Regions from separate parts of the Drosophila melanogaster genome. Here region 1 is linked to region 2. The links are chromatin contacts, called in public Hi-C maps. All regions are on one chromosome and are shown on one strand. The core of a region is the stretch at or near the end of the contact, and the rest is flanking DNA. Distances in the headings are between cores, read along the strand shown. Region 1 holds the start of mtsh (mitoshell). Region 2 holds the start of homer (homer,).

Region 1 (4,544 bases), core at 1,148-3,647, 1.6 Mb after region 2:
CTCATACTGATACCTTGGATTGGATACATTATTCCTTGACCTATAAATGCAGCAGCGAATGGCATTTGAAAATAAAAAGTTGTATAGAGTGTAGCAGATGGTTGCATGGAATCAAACCAATACCTGCAGATAACAGCGCACCGTAAAGATGATCCGGCGCAGATCATGGATAGCCTGATAAATGTGATGGTATGAGGAATTCTCGCACCGCAAAATAATGGCACGCACGTCTATAAAATCATCCTGGCAATGCTGATAGAAATTTGGATACTAAAATGGTAGCTCAATTAATGGGCAGCTGTAGGAACTTAACATAGATAACTGACATAGTTGCGAGTGAACTGCTTCTTAAAGAAGCGCTCCAAGTTTTTTAGCTCCATGACACGGTCACTGAACTCGTACAGCTGCCGGGTAACCTCTTTTCCGATCGCGCTAAATGGATTCGTGTACGACCTCACATCTCGCGGACGATCCGACTGTGGAGATGATTTCGGAGTTGGAGCGTTAGGAATCTCTTGAGATGGCAAAGCCTGTTGGTTAGCATTCCGCTCCACATAATGGTCATTTGGCTTGGCTGGCGGCATCTCCAGTTGCATCGACTCCTTTTGCAGTGGTTGATACGTTCCGGTTTTCAGATAAGTACCATTGGCATCTACATGGCGTTGGGTTTCCTCCGAATCCTCTATCATGGTGTACAGATAGTTTAGATTTAATGCACATTTCGGTTTGTAAAGTGCAGATGAAGTGGGTTCTTGGCCTTTTGAGGCTGCATTATTACGTATTTGGTTATTAGGTGTACTAAAGGCACTGGGTCCATGTCCAGTGGTCATTCCCAGGTACTTCTGTGCCAAGCCGCTGCTATCGTTGCTATCTATAAAACTTCTTAGAGAGATGCTATTGCTTTGGTTAATGGGAGCCCCATCTTTTCCGGAAAAGCTGTTCTTCTGCTTCTGCAGCAGCTCATCCAGATTTACAAAGGATTTTACAATCATCTTTACGATGGACAGGGTTGAGATCTGCCAAGAATCAAAGGAAGCCATAAAGCCCGACGGCAGCTCATCTTTAATCTTGTTCAAAGCATCGGGAGTATTATACACGTAGCCCTTCAGTATGACCCAGGCATTCACAATGCGCGTAAAGACGAATATGAAATCCTTAACGGCCCAAGCAATGCCCTGTGAGTTTATATTTGGCAGCACGCCATCCGGACGCAGCAGATCCTGCTTCAGGCGGGCGCACAGTGTATCGATCTTCTTGAAGCACGGACGATTGCGATGGGCATTGGCCAGACGTTCGGCTATCTCACTGCCATGAAGTGAAACTCTGGTAATATCATGGAGACGCTGGTCCAGCAGCTTTACCTCCGAGTTGCGCAGCTTTTTTTGCACTCGGAAACCATCGCCTGCGCCGCTTTCCAATGAACTAATGCTCGATTCTTCAGGAACAACACTGAAACGTTTTATTTATTTGTTTTAGGTCTTAATACGAAATTACTCTATTAATACACACTATGAAAATATTTTGAGAAAGCTTTTATATTTTTCTTTAAGAGGATCTAGCCTTACCTTTCTGGTCTTGGCTTCCTAGCCTCCGAGCGCAATTCTTCAGCATCCAAATCCACCTGGGTGCCCACATCGCAACTGGTCTTAGCCGTCTGCTGGGTCTGCGTTTGAGCCGCACAGAACGTCTTTTTCGGCTGTTCATGACTGCAGCTTGCATGGTACTGTGGCAAATAGAAGCCGACGGAGGCCGAAGCACGAGTAGAATACATCTGATTATGGCCATAGGCGTTCATCGTGGCTAAAGGGAGGTAGGTGGTGGTACGCAATGAATAGTGAATAAAAACAATAGTAGTAAACAGAACGCACCTGAGCTTGCCGCATAGTACTGCATGCCCGGAAAAGGCATAAAGGTCGCTAATTGAGGACTTACAGTCGAAACTGTCGCGGTATGATGGCAGTGTCCATGGGCACTACCAGTTATAATGGGGCCTGGTATAAAAACAGCCGATGAACCGGCCATTGACCAAGAGCTCTGCGAGACGTGTTCCTGCACAAATACATCGGTGACCATGCGATTGCGATCCAAATAGGTTTGCTGGTACAAAGATTGCTGGTGCAGCGACTGCATGGTCACCGAGGGCACTTGGTAGATGGGGATGTTCATGATCCTGCCTGGCAGTTGGGTTCTAAAACTGAATAAAAAAAAACTGGCGAAAGCAAACAACAGAAATGCTCAGAATTCGTATCTCGATTTTAAGGTTATCCTATCCAAATCACACGTGTGGATTGTCGAGTCACTGCGGCAACTACACGGACTGGTGTTGGTATCCCCTGACGACGAAGATTTGGCTAAAAGTAAGAACCGTCTGCTCCCTAGGGTTTCAGAACAGAAAAGGAGTTTTTTCAAAACGTCGACCAGAGTTGCCAAGCAATCGAAAAAGCTATCGTCTTTCAATTCTAATATCGCTAGCTTTTAGTAGGACCAAAGGATTGGAGTTGAGTGACAATATTTTTACAGGGTATTCAGATAAACCATCTCATGGTTTGACACAGATTATCGGCTCTATTATTATATTTGGGCAAATCATTGTGATTGGTTGGAATTAAATGAGATAATGGGATGTAGCCCGTGTTTAAAAACTTATTAAATAAGTAAAATTTTGTTAAGCACAGTGGATATTCCACATGTTTACTTATATTACCTTATTTTGTTTGTAAGAACGGAAACGGAAACCCCTTTTTTGAATTTTGTGGCTTAACGGCGGCGATAAGTATCGTCTATCGATAACGACACAGTGTGACCACTCAACGGCATAGTGTTGTAAAGCGTCTGCTTGGGTATCAACTGATTACATTTTACGCATTTGTTGCAAAATTGAGATAATTCCACAAAAAAATGACAGAGGAAGCTGATTTTAGCGAGCAAATCACCGATGGGAAAAACAAATCAAATGTGCGCTGCCAGTTTTGCAACTGTTTGATGCTGAAAGCACAAGAGGGCACCTACAACCAGGAGGAGGTAAGTGCCGAACGGCTAAACCCTTCTGACTGGGCAAGCAATCCAATTGTTTACGTTTCTTTGCGACCAGGTGGATGTGCCACTGATGACGCAGAAGCAGGATCGAACGGCGGACAGCCTAAACAGCGAGCCACTGAAAGACTTCTGGCTGGTCAAGGACATGATGACATTCGAGAACATCGGGTTCTCCAACACGGTGGACGGCAGAAAGTTTCTGGTTTGCGCGGACTGCGAGCGAGGACCTGTGGGCTACCATGATCTGAGCACCCGCCACTGCTATCTGGCCCTCAAGAGGGTGGTGCACAAGGACACCTAGCTGCAGCGATGCCAAACACGTGTGTCCAGTCTCTTGCAATCCATTTTATCATGCCACTTATCCGCTAATCTTTAATGTATCAGTTTTTCATGCCACGGAATAGAAGCGATTTTCATTTGATTTAGTTAGGGTGAAGTAATTGAGTATTTCCTTGAACATGCACTATTTGTACACTACCATCCTCTAGTTATCAGAAGTATCTATGCTTTTAGTGAAGATTCGCTGAACGAATTCGCTGAAAATCCGTGAAATCGAAGGCCTAGTTTGTCGAGTTTAGATTTAAGCGAAATAAAACGTTTTAACGTGCCTGGTTAGCAAATGATTGTGCAAGCATTTTTAAATTAGTAATTATTTAGTTATTTGTTAAAACTTTCGTTTTAAAATCTCAGAAAACTTAGAAAACACCCTGGTCATTAAAAACATCGCTCTTTTGTATTCATATTTATTGTTTTTCACTTTAAACATTTTACAATTTTATTGCATTACAAATATTGCATTTAAGAGGAGATTCTTAACTAAAAAATTTTTTACTATAAACTGTTATTTTGCTAAAAGAACTAAAAACAATGTATTTGTTGCTTCGGTTTGTGTAACGTTTTAATGTATTTCTTTGATTCTGCAATCTGCAATTATTTGCTACTTTGGACAAAAAGGTTTCATTAGGTTTCATTACCCTACTGGTTATCCCAATAGTTTGGTATATTCATTTTCTCATTGCTGGGATGGTGGTGCCTATGCGGTAGATGAAACGACTTCAAAGTTATCCTTTTTGGCAGTTGGTTACAACAACGAGTGTTTTTCCCCTTGGGAGTGCGGAGATGTGGGCTGGGCGTGGTCGTCGCCCCTAAGCGTGTCACAACTATCATTTTGGATTATCCAGGGACGACCTTCGACCCAATTGCTTGCTAATTATTCTATGAAGTGTTCGCCTCGTTGAGCATTACGTTAAAATTGTTTAATTTTTTAATGTTAGCTATTGCCGAAATTTAGTTCGAGTCTTGTGTTAAATAAAAATAGACAAACTAAGGCGAAGAGTGTTAACATTTATTATGTACTACTTTTATTTTGTGGGTAGCCTTAATTTTTAACATCGTTAGCTTTTGTGGCCATCTTTGACTTATTCGTTATTTTCGATTTGTTTAATACTTTCAACTGCGGTAGGTTTTAGTTTTATTTAATCGTTATTTTCCTTGATTTCGTTTAATAC
Region 2 (4,112 bases), core at 1,135-3,634:
CAAAAGGCAATGTGCCGCAAACCTTTCGCATAAACGCCAACTCTGTGTCTCAAGTGCACTTGGCAATTTGTATAAGACTCTCCATATCCTTCTGCACCCCATACAACTCCGAAAGATGCTTGGCAAACACACCATTCACCTCACTCAACTTTGCAAGCTAAAAACAAAGTTTCATTAGCAAATTACTCAACATGATTATTATGCTTTACCCACCGTTTGGTCATTGGACTTTTCACGTAGGCTAATATTGGCCGACTTAAGCTCAAGTTCCTGTTGCATAAGTTCCTTCTGTAGTTGTTCTGTCCGCGCCTTGAGCGTGGCCACCTCACGACGCAGTTCGTCCTCTGTGGCGCCTCCTCCGGCTGCAGCCACAACCCCGCCGCCCACGCACAGCTGCTCCATATCTCGTTTGAGGCGAATATTCTCCTCCTTGTAAGTGTGCAGCTGGCGCTTCCATTCGTCTACATTGGCAGTTGATTCCTTTGGGAGAAAAAGGCCAAAAACGATCAGTTTCAATAAATGTGAGCTTATCTTATTGCTTACCTGAAGAGCACTAGTCAGCCGTATATTGTTGTTCTTCAAGGTAGCCAGCTCGATTTCCCATTTCTTGGCATTGGCGCAGCTGAAAAGAAGGCATTATTGCCTTGAGCCAATGACGGTCAACGCTTTGCTTACCTTTGTGCCAGTGCCATTTTCAGACGCTCGTTCTCGTACTTAAGCTGCTGCTCGGCGGTGGCGCCGGCTCCAGGACCCGTGTGCATGCCCACAATGCTTCCGCCAGACGAGATGGTCACTCCACCGCCACCAGTTACCCCTGAAGTGGGCTGCGGCGAGGGCGTGGCCGATCCGATGTCCGCCTTGACATCGCTGGTATTTAGAAGCTTGTGGGAAGGACTGTCCGGATTGGCGTTCTGGGTATTCGTGTTGCTCATGTTGGGCGGCTCCACAGTGTGCGGATCGATGGCTGTGTTGTCGTTCTGCATGGAGCCCACAGCTCTCCCGGAAATGGGCGACGTGTTCGCCGAGGTGGTGGGCGTGACGGCATTCGATCCGTTGGCCGATTTCATGGCATTCTTGGTGGCCTCCTTGACCTCCTGGAACTTCTCTACGAACTGTTGAGCGATATGATTAGTATATAAATATGTGAGACATATGCTAACCACTCACCTTGGTCAATTCCGCCTCTGAGGCAAATCCCAAGCCGTACACCGTGTTTGCCCGCACATCGCTCCACTGGCCGAACTTCTGGGAGGTCTGGGTGAAGGTCATGTTGGGTGTGATCGTCGAGTTTATCACCGCCTTGGTGCCCTCGACACTGATGATGCGGTACAGATTTCGCGAGCTGTCGTAGAAGAAGCTAACGTTGACCGCCTTCATGCTGGCCGTGATCCAGGTGCGCTTCGTCTTCGGATCGATGTGGAAGACGTGCGCCTGGCAGGTGAAAATCGGTTGTTCGCTAAGGGTCATAAAGGGATTAAAGCGACAAGCGTGTGATTAATTAAAAATTCCATTTAGAGCAGGCAATAAATTGTGCTTCTGTGCTCGTGTGAGTAAACTATGGCAAAGCATTCTTTTACTGTGGTTTATTAGTCAACAGGCACTGTGTAATGCATTTATAATTAGTAGTCCTTAAGTCCCAGGATAATCCTCGTGGTCCTTATTTGATAAAGTAGGTCGATATATGTTTGTTTTTTGCGATCTGGCCTGATGCAATGACAGTTTGTTGCGGGGCGCAGGGCCCCCATCAAATCAATTCCGTATCCGTGGTAGCCTCCAGTGCCTTTATTTGTACACATATACATATATATATCTTATCTATTACCTATCCGCCGACATCGTTCGCTGAGCTCTATAACTTGTGTCTTCCCGTTATCGCTGGCGACTGTCGACCGCCGACTAAATTGCATTATGTGCTAAGCCTTTTCCGCAGCCTTGCTTGTGATTTTTGATTCTCGGGCGGAAAACACGCACGCACACACCTGCACAGTCACACACACCTGCACACCCACACACATGTAATTGGCCTGCCCACGCGTGTGCGTGTGTAGGTGTATGTTTGTGTACATATATATGTATGTATTTACGCCGCCCGCTACACACAGAACGGCAGCAACAACAACAACATCATAGGGGGGAGATGTCAGCTAGTTCGGCGTCGATTTTTCCCACAGTAAAAACGGCAGGTTTAGGCCGGTTTGGCCGCGCCCATCGGTCTTACCCCATTGTATTCGTTCTTTGGCGCTGACTGAGTGCTTCCGCAGCAGTTTATACCAATGCTAGTCGGTTTTACTTATGAATTTCACGGTTAAAAAAAATAAAACACAAATGTCTAGAGCTGGAACCAAAATCGATGTTTGTATGGTGCTATCGATGTTTTTACTGGCTCAACACCATCGATGATTTATTTATTAGCTTCCAAGCATCGATAACACATGAGCTCGTATAAGAGCAATGATTCTTATCGAATAATTTAATCGCTGTAAAGCGAATTGCAAATTAATTAAGATAAATAAATACTAAATATGTTTGTCTGTAAGGCACCATAACAATGTAATTTTTTCAAAAACATGTGTAGCTGTTGAAGCATTGCATTTAAATGACGGAAGTTACAAAATAATTTCAGATAAAAGTGATAAGTTTTTTTGACTGTCTAGTTGTGCGCCTACATGTAGTTTGAATATTTGTTAGATATGGTTTTCTTTGTGCGGTGTGGCAGCATTAGTTTTAGTACACATTTTTCTAATACTTGACGATAGGTCAAATGGCAACTCCTGATCGGCAATAATATTTGCATATAATTTAGCTTTGAACATAAATAGACTGCCACAAAAACTTTAAAACAACACATTTTACTTCTATATTTTTTGGACGAAATAGAACCACTGAAAAAATTCATGAAATGTAGTACATTTTGTAGTGAAGAACCAGGGTTGGTTTACGGATTTTAGCCGTTTTGCCATCTGGTAACACTGACCAGTTTCTCATCGTTAAAAAATCCATTTGGAATTCGGTTTATTTAATTAAAAGCAGCCGGGACACCTATGCGAAGGGCAAAAAGCGGCCAGAGTTGTTGTTGCTGCTGCTGCCCAGCCGCCGTGCGATCGATCGGGGTACGTGTTCCGGCGTAACGAGGAGTACGAGGCGATTTTCTCGCAGCCTCTTTTTTTTCACACGAACGCCGTCCCACTAAACCGAAATTTCAGGTGAAAAACTCATTGGAACGCATTTAAAAGCGGCGTAAGCTCGCACCTGCTGCTCGTTTAACCCTGTTTCGGGTATATGTGATTGCAAAATGCGACAGCGACACACCTAGGCACACAAAATATGCCAGTTATGCGAAAGAGAAAAAGTACTGTGCCTGTGTGCGTGCGCGTGTGAGTGTGTATGCCGTGCGTGTGCCCCCGCCTGCGACAGTGTGCGTATGTGTTGGTGTAGAAAACTTGTTATCAATGCGGCGCCTATGATAAGTCTCATTAGACATGTTTCTCCCACTATGCTGGGTATTTCAATTGGAATGGCTAGCGAACGTGTGTGTGTGTAGTAAAATATCCGGACTCCATAGAATGGACATTTTGTATGAATTAATTGAATTTACTTTATAAATTCAATTAACATAAAGAATTTGATTTTATGCAGAAGAAGCTACAGCATTAAGTATCTCCCATATGCGGAATCACAGACAAAAATTCAATCACGCCAATTCATTTATGATCAAGGATCAAATTCAAGAAACTTTAGAAAAACGCGTCTAGTTTTTGTGCTTCGGTAACAGCGATAGTGGTACAATCTCCGCACAAAATGTACCTACAGCCAAAATCCTGTAACCTTTATTCCCCTCTCTGTCTCGCACAGTCTGGCGGCCCCAACTAAATAATGTGGAACATGATGTGCGACGTAATGCCCACGATATCCGAGGATAGCATCTCGCAGCGCTCCTCGCAGTTTAGCGGGGAGGATGCCAACTTTGAGCAGCTGATGGTCTCCATGCTGGACGAGCGGGACAAGCTGATGGACAGCCTGAGGGAGGCGCAGGAGCGGCTTAACGAGACGGAGAACAAGCTGCGTGACGTCGAGAAGGAGCGGGACAGCCTGCAGCGACAGATTAACGCTAA

The links. A called contact is a pair of places that touch in the nucleus more often than the background predicts.
Region 1: a contact with region 2 is called in a Hi-C map of the Kc167 cell line, with 5 times the contacts expected there. A contact is called at or near these places in 6 of 107 Hi-C or Micro-C datasets (the Kc167 cell line, the S2 cell line, eye imaginal disc and 2 more).

What each region holds. Positions count from the first base shown.
Region 1 is chr2L:8,317,511-8,322,054 of dm6, forward strand. mtsh (mitoshell) reads right to left here and starts at 2,398. Exons shown (of 6, transcript NM_164806.3): 1 at 1,869-2,398; 2 at 1,566-1,800; 3 at 327-1,449; 4 at 124-270; 5 at 14-40. The coding sequence starts at 2,166. The coding sequence ends at 29. It overlaps strat (stratum), which reads left to right and starts at 2,818. Exons shown (of 2, transcript NM_135365.3): 1 at 2,818-3,021; 2 at 3,092-3,775. The coding sequence starts at 2,899. The coding sequence ends at 3,337. It overlaps CG7781, which reads right to left. Exons shown (of 4, transcript NM_001298816.1): 4 at 3,770-4,544.
Region 2 is chr2L:6,720,975-6,725,086 of dm6, forward strand. It overlaps homer (homer,), which reads right to left and starts at 2,385. Exons shown (of 7, transcript NM_001273221.1): 1 at 2,219-2,385; 2 at 1,168-1,456; 3 at 676-1,112; 4 at 544-622; 5 at 214-480; 6 at 23-157. The coding sequence starts at 2,223. The coding sequence ends at 50. It overlaps Liprin-alpha (Liprin-alpha,), which reads left to right and starts at 2,929. Exons shown (of 15, transcript NM_001273224.1): 1 at 2,929-3,110; 2 at 3,204-3,415; 3 at 3,853-4,112. The coding sequence starts at 3,874.